Linked DNA regions of Anas platyrhynchos: region 2 is linked to region 1. The links are chromatin contacts, called in public Hi-C maps. All regions are on one chromosome and are shown on one strand. Each heading gives the region's core, a stretch centred on a gene start, on an enhancer-like site or on the middle of the called end of the contact. The rest is flanking DNA. Distances are from core to core; before and after follow the strand shown.

Region 1 (3,611 bases), core at 243-2,742:
TTGTATCAAAACAAGAAATGGTCAAGAAATTGATCTGGATTGTGAAGTTTAAACAATGTACTATTGTTAGGGTACTGTCAGCGAACTGACTGATAACTTATTTGTCGCCATGTATGCCAGTACAGTGTGTAAAAATGGCCATTACTGACACTCAAATTTATGGAAATTTTGTTTAATCTAGTTGCTTTTCCCATATAATCACATCAAATGATTGTATTTTATGAGTTGAGAAAATATGCTATTGTATTTTCCATTTAGGACAGAAAAAGCTAGTTTAGAGTAATAATCTAGTACTGTCAAGAATCAAGAAAATTGTGGGGTTTTTTTCCTAACAGAATTCCTTATAGAGTTAATACTTCTGCAACTAGCTAACTGATTAATAAGTTGCTTTCTCTTCCAGTGAAGTTATTTGAAGTCATTGAAACTGAAAAAACTCTCTATTTAATAATGGAATATGCGAGTGGGGGTAAGTACCTCTCTGCTGTGATGACAAATGTAAATAAATTGCCAAGTGGCAGAAAGCACTTTTTTTTTTCCCTTGAAGTTTTACCTTCCTGTTTATCAAATATTAATATTGTGGTAGGGTAAATTTTTTAAGCAACGTCTTTAATATTCTCAAGTTACTCATTCAGGCTCCTTAATTATAACTTGTAAAACTTCATTCCAAACTTACTGCAATTTAATAACATTTGTTTTGCTTTTACAACTTAAATTTTAACTGGAATCTTTGTTCAGCCTTTGATTGGTTCTATCTATAATAATAAATGTCAACCTTTCAAATTTTTTTGTATTAAGCTCCCTAGGACTGCTGTCTTGTCTTATATAAGATGCTTGGTTAAAAAAATAAAATAAAAAGAGAAACACTTTTATATTTTTAACTGTTGCTTTCAAAAGCATGAGTACTGAAACTTCTGTTTTTTTAAAGTTGATGACATTTGACATACCATAATCACAGACCTTCTACTGTCAAGAGTTATTAGGCTTAGCCTTATGTCCATTTCAGGAGGGACGTTGTGGAGGAACTTTAACATTTATTCCTGATTGCAGAGGAGGAAGAAAAAAAGACTGCATCATGCAGTGTCAGATAGCTCTGCTGAAACTAGAATTAAGATATTGGGGATTAAGTTACTCCTTGCTGGCTAAAACCTAATAGCCCACTGTTTGTCAGTGTGACTCTTCAGCATCAGCATCTGGGAATCGCCAATAGTTGAGGATTTTCTTCAGTTGTGGGAGGGAAATACAGTTTTTTCTTGTTGACAGTTTCAGCATTGAATTCTAACTCTGCTAGATTGTGTGAAGTTAATTCTTAAATCAGGTAAAGATCCTCTAACTGCCTCAGTTGTCTTCTAGCAGGTCCCTAAATGCTCCACCAAGCTTTGTCTAACCAGAACCAAGGCTGGTAAAACGCTGTTAGGATATTGGCTAGTGCATGTTTGTGAAGGCGTCTCCGTGCAGTTTGTTGGTGCTAGACTTAAAAGTGAAGTCTTGTTGCCATCTAGTGATTGGCCTCCACAAGGTAGAAGGGCCAACAGCGCTCTAAAGATCTTAGAATAATGGAGAAATGCGTGCAGGTCTGAAGGGCTGTGAGCAATGCCCTGTGCATGTGCAGTGTTGTGCAAGACAGGCATGGCCAGTGACCTGAGTGACAGGGATTGTTTTCCTTATTTCCTCCTTGAGATACTGGTCACACGTGAACTGTATAAATTATGTGGTTGGAGGATGAGAGACTGTATTCCTACAACTGCAACATTTGCCTAAGTTGCCTATATTTCTTTCTCTGGTATCGTTTTCCCCTGAATTATAAAGGCGTGTTCAGCTTTGCCCCTTCAAATTTTCTCAAGAAACAGCTGTGAAATACACCTGAGAGAATTTTCTGACTTGGGTATTAAATGTGCTACAGAGGAGAGCAAGACTATTTTGTAGAAAATCCTGACGCTCTCTCAGATAGCTCAGTTGTTGATTTTCCTGCTGTAAGACTCTTACATTTTTTTATTATTATTTAAAAGCAAACAAAAAACAAAACATCAAAAAAACACAGCTCTTTAGTACTACTTTATTCTCCTTTAGATGTCTGAACCATACACCATAGGGCTTGTTCAGAAGTGGTGTTTCTCTTGTGTGTCTTACCTATCTGATGCTTGTGGGATGGATTATCTCAGTGTCCTACTGGCCTCATTATTGAGAACTTCATTGCAGATACCTCTTCCAAGCTTAGGTTAGAACTAAGATTTCTGTGTTGGTTAGAACTCCTGTATACACACGTACAAAGAAAAATTCTGGTGCTGATATAACAATATGACAGATATCATCAGATGCTTTCATGTATGAGGCTAATTTTTGTGGTGCAAAAGATACTCATGTGAGAAAGTCTGTGAAGGGGTACAGGTCATCTTTATTTACAAAACAGAAGTATTGCTGCTCAGTTTTTGTCCTAAACAACTGGAAGGAAATGTTTCTGTCTGTATCCAGTCTTTCATTAAGCCTTATTGTTTTCTTGTGTAAGAGAGAACGTTGTAGTAAATTGTTTGTATTCACATCATTTACGCCTTGTTCTCTTGAGCTAACTTGTAATGTTAAACCTGAGATCAACTTGTAGCATAACCATGCAGTGAAGTTGCTGTGGGTAACTGCTCGAGAGGAACCTCTATATCCTGACACTGGCATTAACCTGTCTCATTATTGACTTGTAGGGGAGGTGTTTGACTATCTGGTTGCACATGGAAGAATGAAGGAAAAGGAGGCTAGAGCTAAATTTAGACAGGTATGTATAACATCCCTATACATCAGCTTCCTGCCCCCCCACACCCATTTTTAGTGGTGAAATGGGTAAAACAGCTGTCCTGTGTGTTTTACTCAGCATGGTGTGTGGACTTGTAGCACTGAGTAAGAAGAAACTTGGTTCCAGTCGTGCTTTGAAGGGGTTAGTAGTCCAGTCAGCAGTGCTAGCTTCCTTAGTGTTTGTGCCAGGGTGTCCAGGAGTGCCAGAACACAATGACTGCTTGATTTGGACATGGATTCTGTTCCAAAATTAATTTCCTCTGGGTTGATTTCACATATTCTACGTTCAGCTTGTCTGTAACCTTTTGGAAGTTGTTCAAGTGTAACGTGCTACAAACCAGGTCAGCAGCAAACACAGGCAGTGCCTGGTAGAGACACCCGTTTACAACCATGCACTTGCACAAAGAGATGCAATTTAACAGCTGTTCTAAAAAATAATAATAATTAAAAAAAAGTAATCTAGGCTTTCTTGTTTTCTTTATGATGGATAAACTGGACTTGCAAAAATGTTGAATATCATTGATCTGTAAAAAGCATTTCTATGCTACAGTCAAAGCAGTATTGAACGTATGCACATAATTTGGCATAACTAGTTAAAAATCCAAGTCTCTGCTCTTGCAGCATTTGAAGTTTCATTTGCAGATAGATCTATTTGGTCTGATATACTTTGGTTTCTGCTCATGTGCTGAAACTTGTGAATGCTTATGTTATTTCTGTCCCATTGGATAATTTAAATATTTTTTCTCACAACATTAAAATTATGCTTCTGTTTCATGACACTTTAAAATAATGAATATGGGCAAGAGGGTTTGCGTTAACTATATGTGGGGGTT
Region 2 (3,453 bases), core at 907-3,406, 110 kb before region 1:
TCCGGTCTGGGCAATCCACATCCAGAGTCTGAAGGAAAACAGAGAGGAAAACTGACTGTCCAGAAAGAGTGATGCCTGAGAAAACATTGAAAGAAGCAACATAGCTTAACTGAGGAAATGTGGGGTACAGGGGACAAGATGTTGGCCCTCAAGCAAGTAAAAAGTTGGTGTGGCAGGGCTGTGGCTGCTACACTAACAGCTCTCACCTCCACTCCTGGTGTTCAGCTCACACGGGGCAGGAGCCCCCCAGGACCTACCTCCTGGGGGGACTCAGCGCAAGGGGTCTGTTGGGTGGGTCCTGCTGTGGGAGGATCCTCACATCCTGAGGATGAGGACACTTCACCCCTGGGACAGAGATGAGGATCCTCATGTCCTGAAGATGTGGACACTTCACTCCTGCAGTCGCTGTTTCCCAAACTCACCTTCCTCCCTGCAAAAAGTGTCGGATAGGCATAAACCTCATCCACAGAACTATCGTGGCCCACACGGTCATCATGCAGTCTTGGGGAAAATATCTCCCAGAAATTTTTATTTTTGTAGCCTGAATGCCTCTCTGTGCTTGTTTTGTTTAATAATTTGTTGAGGAGCCACCAACTGGGTTTAGCATCATATTAATGACCATGTGGGGCACAAAGCAGAAGAGAAAGCTCCCCGTTACATCCCTAATGGCCAGGGCCAGCTGTCTAATAAAGAAACTGCTGTGGGTTAGGGCTCTGGCTCACTGAAGAGTGTTTCACATGGCACTTCTCCCCTTGGCCCCCCCGGGGCTGAAGCACCAGCAGCGAGCACCACCCTAATTCCCTCTCTGGACACGTGGGCATCAGTCCTGCGGGTGCACAAAAAGAGAATTTTCCCCCTTTCTGGGCTGTGATTTTAAGCTGGGAGAGCGTGGGACCGGGTCAAGAACCACAGATGCTGGTTGGCAGCGGGATGAGGGTTTCTCTGCTGGAAGGGAGCAGCCCTAAGTGCCTTACACGGGGCATTTAGGGGCAGGCAGGGAGCAGCCCCAGCCCGCCGGGCTCCGCGGGTTCCCGCAGGTCCTACCCCCACCTAGCGGCTGCTCCCAGCCTCGCCGCGACACCGGGGGACAGCAGAGCACCCGTTTTCGGGAGCGACACCCCGGCAGGTGGCCCCAACCCGGGGGACATCCCGCAAAAAGCGCCACGAAACACGCGTGGCCTCGGAGCCGCGGGGGCTGCCTCCAGGACCGTGGGCTGCACGGACAGACCAGCCCTAAAACAGCTTGGTAGCCCTGAAACCGCCTTGCCTGGAGGTGTAGCTGGCTGGCCCAGCTTTTTGTCCCACATTTGGGATGTGCTGGATTAGATCTGGTGAGCAAAATGGGCCACGGGCTGCATGGCTGCATCTGCACACCCCAGCATCAAACATCCCTGCTCCTGCCAGCACCCAGACAAATCCACCTCCTCCTCCAGCCCTCCGGGTGGTGAGGGGGGTTTTGAGCTGCGGAGACTTGGGGGTTTTCTGAACACCATTTTTGCACACAGGAAAGAGAAGCACCACCACCATCACCGCCCCGTGCTGAGCTTCCCTTCCAGCAGCTGGAAATGGAGGTTCGGATCTTTCTCAACACTGGGCAGGCCGCTGGGGAAGAAAATGACATCATTTGGCACAGCACAAGCCCATCTTGTTAGGAGAAACAAAAGATCAGTGGATGTAACCCAGCAAAAGAAAAAAAAAAAATACTCATTTGTTGGCCAAGATTTGCTTTACATTTTTTACAAACCCCTGCGAGTCTCTGTGCTATAACAAACTGCTCCAGGACCTCCTTGCTGCTCTGCCCCCTTGCAAATCCTTCAGCCAGCCCTGAGCCACAAGGGTTGTCCCAGCAGCTGATTCAACCACCCTCCCTTTATTTTAAATGCTCACAAACCAATAGCCCTTCACAACACCCAGCACGAGGTGATGGGAGGAGGTAGGAAGACACAGGGATGGAGGCAGGAATGTGTCTTTTGGTGCCGATACGGCCCTAGACCGGGTGAAGCCGAGTGTGAAACCCCATCCTAAAGCCCCGACGGCTACCAGAGGGGAGCAATGCCCCCCAAAACAGCTCGGCCTCGCTGCACCCCGTGGCCTCCTCTCGGCTTCCCTCAGCTCCCAGGGCCTCCAGCGGCTTTTATGAACCAGGTGGCTCCGAAAGCCACTAGATGGCACCAGCTGTGTGCCCTTCCAGCCCCGTCTGTCCCCAGGGCGCTGGGGGAGGCTGCCAGCACAGCCCCTTGGTGCAGAGCGAGAGGCCTCAGCAAGTGCCTCTGCAGCCTCCTGCTGCCCCCACAGCCGTGGATGTGCTGGGGTGAAGGCAAACATTTAAGAGGTTCCTTAAAATCAGGCTGAGCAAGCTTCAGCGATGTGCCAGCTATTTCCACGGGGAAATTAGCCAGGTTAGCATTTGCTGCACTCCCTCGTGTGTCCCTGTCCCCACCCGTGGGTCAGACACCGCTCCCCAGCTGGGTGCTGGACAGCCCCGAAGACGGGTGAGGGTTTTTCTGGACAGCGTTGGTCAGTGCATGAGTGTCCAGCATCATCAGACTTCTCCTGGGAGGGCATAGGCAATGGAATAAAACCCAATTTACTATAAAATTTGGCAGCCGGCAAGCAACTGTGTGTCATGGTTTGGGGGATTTATTCTCACTGTGCACATTTGCTATGCAACAGAAGCCGGCATGTCCCAAATCCTCAGCCCTACCTGCTTTTTCACTGTCATGCCCTCCCTGCACCGTCACACACCCTTGGCAAAGCTGCTTGGTAAACTGGGGAAGCACAGGTGGCACCTCAGCAAATGTCAGGCCTTTCCCTAGACCTTGCAGCGTAATTAATGAGTGTTTGTTTTCCACTGCCTTCAGCATCAAGCACGGAAGGTGACCCTTTGAGACGGGATCTCAAATAACGGGGTGGCTGGCGAGGCTCTGCTGCGTGCAGCACTTCAAAGCGGCCAAACCCAAGCCCGGGGCAGTGTGGGGGCTTGGGTGAGAAATCATTGCTCACCTTGTGGGCAGGAGCAGAGAGGCAGTGATGGCAAGCAACTCTGTGAGAAGCCAGAGCATCAAACCACCAGGAGCAGCATGGCATTCATTTGGGAATGTCAGGGCTCACAGCGAAGTGGGTTAAAATCCCCACAGCATGAGGGAAATCACTCAGTCCCCATCCTCACAGCCTTCCCTTCCCTGCCTGACCTCCCCAGGCAGTTTCCCCTCTGCTCTCCCCTTCTGTGTGACCCAGGACCCCCCACTGCCTCCCCTCCCGAGACCCCTGGGGGCCTCCCCACACACCATCTGCTCGCTCCTGGAGGCTTGCGGGTGGCCGAGGATGTTCCTCCCTCACCATCTGCTGGGCCCCCCTCTCCCCATCCTCTCCCCAGAGAGCGCCCCAGGTCAAAAAAACCTCCCACATGCCACCAGAGCTCGACCTCGTGCACAAATCTCCTCGCCCCAGGTT

The links. A called contact is a pair of places that touch in the nucleus more often than the background predicts.
Region 2: a contact with region 1 is called in a Hi-C map of subcutaneous adipose tissue, with 2.8 times the contacts expected there. The contact joins two enhancer-like sites. A contact is called at or near these places in 4 of 8 Hi-C or Micro-C datasets (liver, skeletal muscle and subcutaneous adipose tissue).

Annotation. Positions count from the first base shown.
Region 1 is chr5:10,732,677-10,736,287 of IASCAAS_PekinDuck_T2T, reverse strand. It overlaps MARK3 (microtubule affinity regulating kinase 3), which reads left to right. Exons shown (of 19, transcript XM_038179241.2): 6 at 401-466; 7 at 2,691-2,761. Among named protein-coding and RNA genes, the nearest start is that of MARK3, 29 kb to the left of the region's middle. Within about 2 kb of position 1,492, at least 3 of the 8 cell types and tissues checked have an H3K27ac peak or open chromatin away from gene starts, as enhancers often do. A contact at or near this core is called in subcutaneous adipose tissue, where this site is marked.
Region 2 is chr5:10,848,429-10,851,881 of IASCAAS_PekinDuck_T2T, reverse strand. No RefSeq gene overlaps it. Among named protein-coding and RNA genes, the nearest start is that of EIF5, 54 kb to the right of the region's middle. Within about 2 kb of position 2,156, at least 3 of the 8 cell types and tissues checked have an H3K27ac peak or open chromatin away from gene starts, as enhancers often do. A contact at or near this core is called in subcutaneous adipose tissue, where this site is marked.